Regions from separate parts of the Sus scrofa genome. Here region 1 is linked to region 2. The links are chromatin contacts, called in public HiChIP or PLAC-seq maps. All regions are on one chromosome and are shown on one strand. The core of a region is the stretch at or near the end of the contact, and the rest is flanking DNA. Distances in the headings are between cores, read along the strand shown.

Evidence for each region. HiChIP or PLAC-seq counts read pairs in DNA pulled down with a chosen protein or histone mark.
Region 1: a contact with region 2 is called in an H3K27ac HiChIP or PLAC-seq map of alveolar macrophages. The contact joins two enhancer-like sites. A contact is called at or near these places in 6 of 47 Hi-C or Micro-C datasets (alveolar macrophages, blood, embryonic fibroblasts and 3 more) and 2 of 2 datasets of contacts at active chromatin or transcription factors (alveolar macrophages and skeletal muscle).

The regions. Positions count from the first base shown.
Region 1 is chr2:144,566,856-144,572,221 of Sscrofa11.1, reverse strand. ARHGAP26 (rho GTPase-activating protein 26) reads right to left here. Exons shown (of 23, transcript XM_021085449.1): 12 at 4,486-4,522. Among named protein-coding and RNA genes, the nearest start is that of ARHGAP26, 270 kb to the right of the region's middle. Within about 2 kb of position 1,746, at least 14 of the 83 cell types and tissues checked have an H3K27ac peak or open chromatin away from gene starts, as enhancers often do. A contact at or near this core is called in alveolar macrophages, skeletal muscle and subcutaneous adipose tissue, where this site is marked.
Region 2 is chr2:144,494,255-144,499,667 of Sscrofa11.1, reverse strand. The region is part of intron 10 of ARHGAP26 (rho GTPase-activating protein 26); the gene reads right to left. Among named protein-coding and RNA genes, the nearest start is that of ARHGAP26, 200 kb to the right of the region's middle. Within about 2 kb of position 3,282, at least 33 of the 83 cell types and tissues checked have an H3K27ac peak or open chromatin away from gene starts, as enhancers often do. A contact at or near this core is called in alveolar macrophages, skeletal muscle and subcutaneous adipose tissue, where this site is marked.

The DNA of each region.
Region 1 (5,366 bases), core at 497-2,996, 74 kb before region 2:
AAGAGATATTTAAACTCACTGATTATCAGAGAACTACAAATCAAGACAAGGATGAGCTATCCTTTTCTACCTACTAGACTGGCAAAAAAAAAAAAAGAGAGAGAGTTGGATAATGGCCAGAGTTAGCAGGAAGGGGGAACTCTTCCCGTGGGGCTGGAGGCCCCGGAGAGACGGCTCTAGGTCACGACCTGAGCACCTTCCCTCCAACGAAGCGGACACTACTCTCCTCCAGGGTAAACCCCGACAATACCGCAGCGACATCTGCGCCCATGCCCCCTCTGTGAGAACCTCCAGGGAAACACAACAAGGACTACAACCATTTACACGACAGAAAACCCCAGGTAGGACAGAATAATGTAAATCAACGATAATCAAAGAATTAACAAAACAAAACAAAAACAAAAACAAAAACCCACACAGGTAGGAGTTCCTGTTGTGGATCACGGGTTAAGAATCCATGTCTGTGAGGATGTGGGGTCAATCCCTGGCCTTGCTCAGTGGGTTAAGGAGCTGGCATTGCCGTGAGCTGTGGGGTAGGTCGCAGATGTGGCTTGGATTCGGTGTGGCTGTGGCTGTGGTGTAGGCTGGAAGCTGCAGCTCCGATTCAGACCCCTAGCCTAGGAACTTCCATATGCTGCAGGTGCAGCCATGAACAAAATGAAACAAACAAACAAACAACAACAACAACAACAAAACACCCCACAAGTACATGAAAGACATGAATTGGCAAGAGTACACGTTAAAAGTACACAATAGAACGGTGGACTGCGGGAGGACAGGAATAGGAGTTGGGAAAAGAACTAAAAGAGAAGTGAGTGAGTGACTTAAGGAGGAGCCTGTGAGGATCCCGTGCCACAAGCCAGGGAGCAAGACTAATTCTCTCTCTCTGGACCCGAGATCCAAAGAGAAGAGAGAAGAAAGCAAAGGGGAGAAAAGTCTCTGCAAAGAAATGTGCATGCATTTATCTGCTGTCATCCCCTCCTTGGCAACTGGGCCATTTGGAAAACACCAGCAGCTGCCAGCCATTAATTATGGCCCTGCCTGACATCCCACAGGCACTGTATGCCCTGAGAGAAACTTCAAGATAAAAGCAACAAATTCAGAACTGTCCCCGAAGGAATTCCCTCCTGCTACCTGTCACTTCAAAATATGCTGGTTCTGTGGTGAAATGCTGGCATTTGAGTTCTCACCAAACCATTTTCCAGAAAGGAAAAGGCCCAACATTTGGAATCTGGCTCTTAAAAGGTAACAGCACAGCATCCCACGTTTAAATTCATATCCTATAGACTTCTTACCTTTAAGTGTTTCAATTGCCTCATACACAGCTGCAAAACCACCAGAGCCTGGGCAACAGCGCCACCTGTGGCGGAGGAGCGCCACTGCGTGGGGTGCGGTGAAACTCACGTCACCTCGGCAGGAATTGGAAAGGGAACGGGCTTGGCAGCAGAGGGGAAACGAAGCTAAGGCTCGTGTGATGTCAAAAGAAGTCCTAACCCTAACCCTAACCGGAGCACTTCTCTGGTGTAGCCAGCTTGGAAATCAGTGAACAGAGCAGTTTCTAGAACAAGAGCACCCTAGAAAAATAATTTTTCTAAACTACTCCTGGAAAAGTGACCGGTATGTTTAACCCATCTGTCCTCTCCCGCTTCCCATATGAAAAGGTGAGCAGCTGAAGAATCAGTAGAGACTCAAGGCAGCCAACTCTGTCCCCTGTGAATAACAATGGCAAGAGCCACATGCTGCACGCGCCTTGTTTCCACAAACGGAACCTTCTGTGTTGTTCTTTTCCTAGGGAGGTAGAATATCCCTGTGGTTAACAGCAGAGTTAAATTAGAGCCAGGCAGAACTCAGATTAAATCACATCTCCTGCATTGACCAATCTCAATTTCCTAATCTACAAAGTAGGTCAAAAGCACCTCGCAGAGCAGTGCAAAAGCATCAGAGGAGCTAATGTGCATAAAAACCCTGAAACACAGTGAGGAGCCGGTAAGCGCTATCCATGAACAGCTATTATTGTAAAATACACTCGCTGTTGACAATGCAAAGCATAGAGAAATATTTCAAGGTGAAGGTCGGTGTCTCCCAGCAATCTACCCCCTGTGCTGATTAAGACTTTGACGAGGAAGCGTCTCCAGGACTGTGCCTCTCAATGTCTCTAGACAAGGCAAGTCATTTATTTTTATCCACACATGGTTCCACCACCTGAGTTTTAAAAACGTAAGGGAACAATATACGGAGGGCACCGTTTTGGCAAATATACCAAGATCTCGCCTGTTCTTTTTAGAGGGTCCATAGTGCTCTCTGCTATTTGTCATCAGTGTCTTATTAACCATTTAGACTGTCTCCGATTCTTTGCTATCGTGACCGATGCGCCAATGAACTTCTTTACAGAAATGTCTTTGCATTCCCATCTATCCGTCAGGACAAACTGCTGGGTCAAAGGATATTTACTTTTGAAAGGCTTTTAATACATAGTCCCCAGATACTTAATACATATTACGATATGGTAAAACCAGCTGGCATGCCCACCAGCAGAAGCACGGTCATCTTTTAAATCTACCGGTATGTATCTCAAGGAGGGAGAAGCAGATTCATAACGTCAAAAGTTACAGGCAAGGAGTTCCCGTCGTGGCACAGTGGTTAACGAATCTGACTAGGAACCATGAGGTTTCAGGTTCGATCCCTGGCCTTGCTCAGTGGGTTAAGGATCCAGCATTGCCGTGAGCTGTGGTGTAGGTGGCAGACGCGGCTCGGATCAGCGTTGCTGTGGCTCTGGTGTAGGTCGGCAGCTACAGCTCCTATTAGACCTCTAGCCTGGGAACCTCCATATGCCGCGGGAGCGGCCCTAGAAAAGGCAAAAAAAAAGTTACAGGCAAGCTTCAGGTCTGGGCAGGGGGTCTCCTTCGATGTGTCCCTGCCCCTCCCAGTTCCTAGGTCCTTTATTATAGAAATGTGTCCCAGAGCAGGGCAGGGCGTGGGCCTCTGTCCTCTCTTGTCCTGGTGGGTCCCGTGATGTCCCTTCTGTAATTCCATCTCCTGAGTCCTCTCGAAACCCTCAGTCGAGGTGTGCTGTCTTGCCCCAGGTGGGCTGAAGCTAGGCCACTTTGATGCGCTCTTTCCTGGGACTCTCAGAGAAGTGAGGCAAGGACTGACAAACTGTTTAAAAGCTTTCTCATCCTGCTTCTATTATCCAGAAGGCCCTTCCCCACTGGTCCCCGGGTCTCCAGAACTGGTCTGATTTCAAGCCTTGGTTCTTCCACTCTTCCCACCTTACTGCGGGTGGCGCTGCAGAGTTCTCTGCCCTTTCATTATTATTACTATTGTTTATGCGATTGTTATTTTAGGTCAAGTTAGCCCCGTATCAGATGGGCTTTCCGAAACAGGCCCATCTGAACGGGGGAGGAAGGACTTGTTTCCTTGAATATTTACTTGAAAAATTCTCCCTGGTTCAATGCGTGCGGGAAAAACAGAAGCAACAAAGAAACATGTTTTTCTTCTCCGAAAGGCCTCTTGGCCTACCAATAACGACCTTTCCAAATTACTTAACATTTTACATAAAGATTCTGTAACATCTGTATTTTGGAAAGCATGAAAGAAGGGAAATGTCTGTCTCCAAGTGGATTTCGCATCGACATAAACAGCTCATCCTTTTCTCTGGTCCACATGGAGCGGCACTGAGCTTCCGGATACTGCTGCAATTCAGGGTAGGGCTATCTTGGACTTTTCTCCAAGTGGATTTTACAAAGCAAATCTGAGGCACAGGGACACAATTTCCTTCCTACGCTGGTAGCAACAAGGCAGGAATTTGTTTTTTCTCCTGCTCACCAAGGAGACCATCAGCCCAGTTTCATGTTCACCCCATCATCGTTACAAGGTTGCAGGTGCCCTTGGACGTCGTGCTTAACCAGAGCGCTCAGAGCCAGAAGCAGGGGAGCTGTGCCTGCTCGAGAGGCTGCCCAGGTCACTCCCGTCAGAGAGGAATATCATCAGTGTGCACTGTCTCTGCTCTTAGCTCTCCAAGAGGCAACGGGAACCCAGGAGTAGGTACCAAGCCATCACTCAGACGGTTCTTGCCTCTCCAGTCCTCTGAGCAAGACCGCGCAGGAGGCAAAGCCAATTCTGGCTTCCTGCAGGACAGGGCTCTTGGGGACCTGGCTCTTATTGGATTAAGCAACGTTTAAGTGGTGACTGGAATGACATTCTTAAGACGACACAGGATTAACGGAGCTAATGTACCTCATTCTCTGGACAGCGTGAAGGGTTACGGGGTGCAAGATGTCATCACGGCCTTGCCGGTCAGGCTCACGGCAAGTCCTGGAGTCCCTGACATGGTAAGGCTGGCAGAAGCCGCTCAGGCTGCTCTGGGGGAAGGGGGCTGACCCAACAGGCCCATAGCACCTCCTGGTGGTCCTTCCCCAGAACAGCAGCTTCCCCAATCCCGCCCCCGCCCCCAGCTGTAGAAACAAATCTGAACAGCGTACTTACTGCCTTCGCTCTGACTGTCTCTGTTGGAGTTGTAGACCTGGAAAACAGAAAGACCTGTTTACTTGGGCGCATTTTCCTACCACTCTCCAGGTCCACTGGAGAAAACCACTCCTTCCCCCTTTCCTAGCTTGTGCCTGAGGATAGAAGGCCACTTCTGGCCCCCACATGTAAATGCCATCACACCTAGTTCCTGCTATTTACTTCAGGTGTTCTTAATGTGTGCACATCAGAATCACCTCTGGAACTTTATGGTTAAAACAAAAACCTCATATTCCTCCTTCAAAAAAAACCCAAACTTATGTATGCATGGAAACTAAAAAGGAGAAAAAAAATTAATGTTACAAATCATTAAGCATTAACTGCGCACGCCAGGCAATGAGCTAAGCAATTCACATGAATTATCTCAAATTATCTATACAACAATTCTGTTGGGTAGGCGCTGTTATGATCACCGTTTTACAGATGGAGAATTGCAGGCTTCGAGAGGTTAACTAAGGCTCCCAGCTGGTATGTGGCAAAGTCAGGACAAAGATACGTGAAAAACTGTCAAGTGTTAACACTGGGGATGGGACCAGACCGCTTTGTATTTTATATTCTTGTGTGAATTCAAATGCTATAAGGGTAATGCATTACTTCTATAGCAGACACCCCTGGAATGAGTCATGGAAATCAGAAAAGGGAAAGCGCCCCCAAATAAACCAGACAGTGACACTGGAAGAGTCGGCTTTTTCCCACAAAGCGTCAGATGGTAAGTATTTTTGTCTCTGTGGGCCGGCACGCAAAAGACAAATCGATGATATTATATGGGTATTTCTAAACCAAGAGGGGAGAAACACTTCCACAAATTTTTCTCGACAAAATTCAAAATAAAGTAGGTTTCG
Region 2 (5,413 bases), core at 2,033-4,532:
CAGAGGGAAATGACGAAGGTTTGGAGAACGGGCTGCCAGCCACAGGTAACAAGAAGCAAGCGGGTGCCCAAAGGAAGTGGTCCTTTGCTTTTAAGGTGCTATCAGGGAGTTCCTGCTGTGGCTCAGCGGTAAGGAACCTGACCAGTATCCACGAGGATGCAGGTGTGACCCCTGGCCTTGCTCAGTGGGTTAAGGGTCTGGCACTGTCATGAGCTGTGGTGTAGGTCCCACATGGCTGTGGCAGTGGCTGTGGCTGGCAGCGGCAGCTCCAATTCGACCCCTAGCCTGGGAACTTCCATATGCTGCAGGTATGGCCCTAAAAAGAAAAAAAAAAAAAAAAGTGCTATCCGGAAACACTGATCCTTAACCGTTCCTTGACAATTGCAAGCATTCTTTGTAGAGCTTCGTCTACACAAAGACATGGCCAAAGCAGAAGAATCTTCAGGAACGACATGTCTTCGGTGCATGTGTGTGAGATGCAGAGCCAAACATCTACAGAGACCAGGCGAGTCAGCAAAATGAGCGCAACTGGCGAAGGGTCTTCACTGTCCCGTGGAAAATAGGCGTGGTCTCATTTTCCTTAAAACATGCAGTCCTTGCTTTTTCTTTTGCACATTTGCTGTCTGATAGAGTCACAGGAACAAAGGGGCCCCTCCCCTCTATGCGAAAATCAACAGTGTGAGGACGAGGTCAAAGTGGCAGTTGCCCCTGGTGACCGTGCTGTGCTACAACAGGGCAGGGTGGAGACTGTGGCCACGTGGAGAGCACGTGTGCCACCCAAACGAGGCATCTACCTTCAGCCCTATAAACAGCTGGCACGTGGGAAGGGGGCATTGGCATTTACAGATTCTTTCCATTTAAAATGTTGCCTCAAACCCTACTCAAGCCACATCGAACACGTCTGTGGATCCCCAGCCTACAATTTCTGGGGTCTGTATCCATCTTTCTCTCTCTCCCCTTCTGAGTTCCACCCCATCACAACACGTTGTAATGTCCTCTATGCGCTGGGACCAACAAGGACACGTGTCTGCATTCCTGATGCACTCACAGTCCCCCCGGGGAGAGCCTTCCCCGTTCATCAGCGAAGAAGGAACCTGGGATCCTTCCCAGTTTTTCCAGTACTGAGGACCCAGTGTCATGACGGGAAGGCAATATTCACCGACTATTTGGAGACAAACACCTAGGAACCTGCACAACTACGCGTGCTCTGGGGGAGTCAACCACTGGCAGTCCTTGTGCGTGAGAAGCAAACACATGCCATGGCGACCTGGGTGCGATACGGGTGAGAGACTAGCCACGAGAGCGAAACCAGACGTTGCAAAGGTGGCCCCCCAGACACGTGGAAGACGTCCCAAGGGTTTCCTACGGGCCAAGCGCAGAGCTCAGGACGGTGCGTGCACGAGCATTTGCTGCTCACGAGGAGGGGCTCGCATTCCATGTCTTTAAAACCTGAGCCTCAGAAATGACTTGCCTGCCCTGCGCTGCCAGGGAGCGGCAGAGCCTCAATTGCAACCCAGTCCGCCGGACTCTAAAGCAAAGCCCATACCTTCACACCACCCTGGACCGCCCCTCGCACAGGCAGTGTCTGTGCCCTGGGGTCCAGGGTGACCAGGGCCTTAGCGGAGGGACAGAGGAAAGGAGGGAGAGGAAGAAAGCTCGCTCTCTCCAGCCCCGCCCCCAGCACACAAACACACACCCCCCTGAAGAATTTTCCAGGGCGTTCCCGTTGTGGGGCAGTGGAAACGAATCCAACAGCATCCATGAGATGCGGGTCTGATCCCTGGCCTCGCTCAGTAGGTTGGCAACACAGCGTTGCCGTGAGCGGTGGTGTGGGTCGCAGGTGTGACTTGGATCCCACCTTGCAATGGCTGTGGTGCAGGCCGGCGGCAGCAGCTCTGATTTGACCCCTAGCCTGGGAGCTTCCATTTGCTGCAGGTACGACCCTAAAAAGCAAAAAAAAAAAAAAAAAAAAAAAAGAAAGAAAGAAAAAAGAAAGAATTTTCCAGAATCGGGCTTCTAATTATCTAGAAAGGATCAATCCTAATGAATGAATGAATGATAACGTATTATAACTATAGCCACTGATCTGGGAGGAAAGCACGCCAAATAGTTAGGACCAGAGCAATGATAAGAGTCTGGAGAGTAATAATGCCAATCGCATCAGATAATTTCCTCCATTTTTAAAGGAGAATGAAGTTATGAAAGATTGGAAGCCAGACAAGCACATTTTTGGCACATTGAGATGGTCTTGCATGAGACACGCTGACGGAGAGCCTGTTCTGGGCCACAGGCAGCGGGGACACAGGCGTAGCAGGTTTCAACACTGCACCAGAAGAAAGCATTCTTCATTGCTGAGATGAGACCCACTCAGAGGGAATGCAAACACTTGTTATCGCTGAGAACAAACTACGAGAAAAGATTCCAATTCAAGAAATCTTCTAGGTCGTTTCTCAATTTTTTTGTTACTCTTGCATCTCATGATGAACAGACATGCACAATAAGTGGCATTTACGGGCTGAACTGTCTCCTTTCTTCAGACTTATGTAATAGCCACATTGTGGTTTAGATTTAAAAAAAAAAACATTTTATATTTAGACGCTGCCAAATAAACTGGTATATGTAATCAATAAAACTCCAACTTTAACTGTGCAGACTAAAGACTGGAAACAGGCATAAGACAGAGGAAGAACTAATAGAACTAACACAAATAGGATTGTCTTATTTTACACCACAATCCATTAACCCACACATCCCACGCTGACTCAGACCAGATTCCAACAGCAAATACTCTCATTTAACTTTTTTAAAAAGGAAAAAAAAAAAAAAAAAAGAAACTCGGTCATTTAAAAATTGCACCAACTCTAAAGATTCTAAGAACTTCTTAACTCGCTGATTTGACAGAACAGCCAAGAAGCAGTTCAGAACGTCGGGTACCCCCCACCCCCACCGCAGCCACAAAATGAGAGCAGGAAAACACCCTCCGAGGAAGGAAAGAGCCATTTCCTCTCCGAAATGTCAATGGCTCTGAGACCGGCAACTCCAACCAACCAGCAGGAAGGCAACATCAAATATTATTTCAGACCAGGGGTGAGAAGGGGAGGGGAGGGGAAGCTTGAAACCAGGAAAAATGGATTCATCTGCTGCAAAAGATAAAGGCAGACGGCACCCCGAGGGAAAAGCAGGATGGCCTGGTTCTCAGCCCCACTCACTCGCCTGTCCTCGTCACCACCCTTAAATAAGCTGTCCCTGCAGCACAGGGCCTGACACTTGAGTGCCGAGAGCACGGGGAAACGCGCTGCTTAAACACAGGCCAGAAGGACTGAGCACGCCTGCCTCTGCAGGAAAGTGGGTATGAAATGATCCGTTCTACGAGGGTGGGAGGAAGGAATTTAGAGAGAAAGAATGAGTCATTTAGGATACCTTTCCTTTAAGGAGCAATAGCCGCCTGATTTCTTCAACACACACACACACGCATTACACACACGCACTGACAATGTACAAAGACAGCTGCTTTTCAACTGGACCGCCTAACAGTTACGAACACACATACACAACTGCCATCTAGAGGTTGAGCCCTGAACCAAAGTCTGTTACGTAAGAGGAGCGTTTTTGGAAAACACACGCCGACTTACGCTCACACCATCTCACAGACACACAGACAAGGGAGCACACGCCCCACATGTTAAACTGGAAGAGTGTTATTTTAACTTCACACTCGTATGAAGAGACATAAATTGGAAGGAGGGGCTTAAACCTTTTATCGCATACAGGAAATACAGATAAATAACACGTTAGGGGATACGCGGTGTGAAAATGGGTTCTTCCCCTAGCAGCCCCTTTGCACACAGACATTTAAGCACCTGCGCTCGCTCTCAGCTTAGGGACGACTCAGAAAATCAGGACACTCTAGGAGAGAGGTATGCCATCAAAATGCAACAAAGGGCCTCCAGGAAATACCCTCCAAAGCTGAGGTCCACCGTGAGAACAGTGAAGTCTCAGGTTTTAAGGCAGAGAGGACAACTTCAAAGGACAATCTCTTCCGACAGAGAACGCCATCAGGGAGGAATATGATAGCATATTCCATCTTCAAAAGAGTCCTGCAAGGTAGGCATGACTAGCCCCACCTTATAGATGTGGTTAAACTGCCTGCCCAGACGCACACAGCCAGCAATAGGCAGAGTCCAAGTGCAAACTTAAGCTGCTTCCATCTGTCACCTGCATCCTGCAGCCTTTCATAAAACATACTCAAAATAAGGGTGGTGACGCCTTAGAGGGTTGCGGTGGGTTTTTCAGCTCTTCCATCAATCTTTCCAGCCTCCAATATTCTTACCTTACCCAGCTTCCCATTTTCCTAGAGGTTTTTTTTTTTTTGTCCTACCCATACACAAATGCAGACTGTGTGTGTACCTGCCGATGTTTTAGTTTAAATAACAACTAACACGATTAAGCTCCTGTAGTCTCTCACAGAGTAATTCACCCAAGTCCCAAGGGAAAGAGCAAAATAATCTAACTCAAAAATTGCATTACCATAAACAAACAAAATTGAACAACCACATGCACACAGCACTGTAGTAAAAGCTGTATAAAATGATATTTTTCTCCCTCTGGGAGCAAATTACCTAAGACAGATATTCAGAATTGAACAGACTCATATAAAACATACCTAATTAAACAACCAGCCAACCATCACGAAGAAAAGCTCATACCCTGCGCAAACACACAGCACATGGTGGGAAGACGACAAGGACAGAACTGACAGAGGGTGCGACATGCCAGGCTGGGACTGGTCTGGAGGAAAGCTGTCTCTACCTATTCACGGAAAGCTTGCAAAAGGAGGACTCTGGATACGGTTTGCAGGAAAAAGCAGAGGATGACTTTGGAGAAGGAAAGGCTACGAGATTCGCTGCGCTTCACTACACTTGTGTCTTCTGTGTCAGTAAAGCCCAGAGCAGGTGGCTACGGTTAATAACGGAGGAAGGGAGGGGAGGCGAGAGGGATGAAAATGCACGCATTGCCGTCACGCCACCCATCTCTGTTAGAGCGGAGGCTGCGGCCCCTCTGTCGGTCACATCTTCCCCGCAGCACCCAGGTCCTCCAAGTCGGCTGTTACGCTCAACATCCGAGTATCAACACCTTCTGGCGCACGGATGTGTGGGCATGTGGGCCCATGCTACCATCAACGGCAAGATCCATGAAGGCAAGGACAAGGCTCATCTTGGTCCCCGTTACACCGTTGTCATCTCTCCTGAGTTGTCCTTTGCCCCCCACTCTGGAGAGGACCAAGGGCGACAATGGGTCCCTCAAGACTCCACAGAACGTCTTCCCACGTATGGGCGTCCATGGGGGTCAGCCTGTCATGGAAAATACGAAGCCTTCTAACTGCTGCCCTCCCCCAAGTATCAATACTACCCCT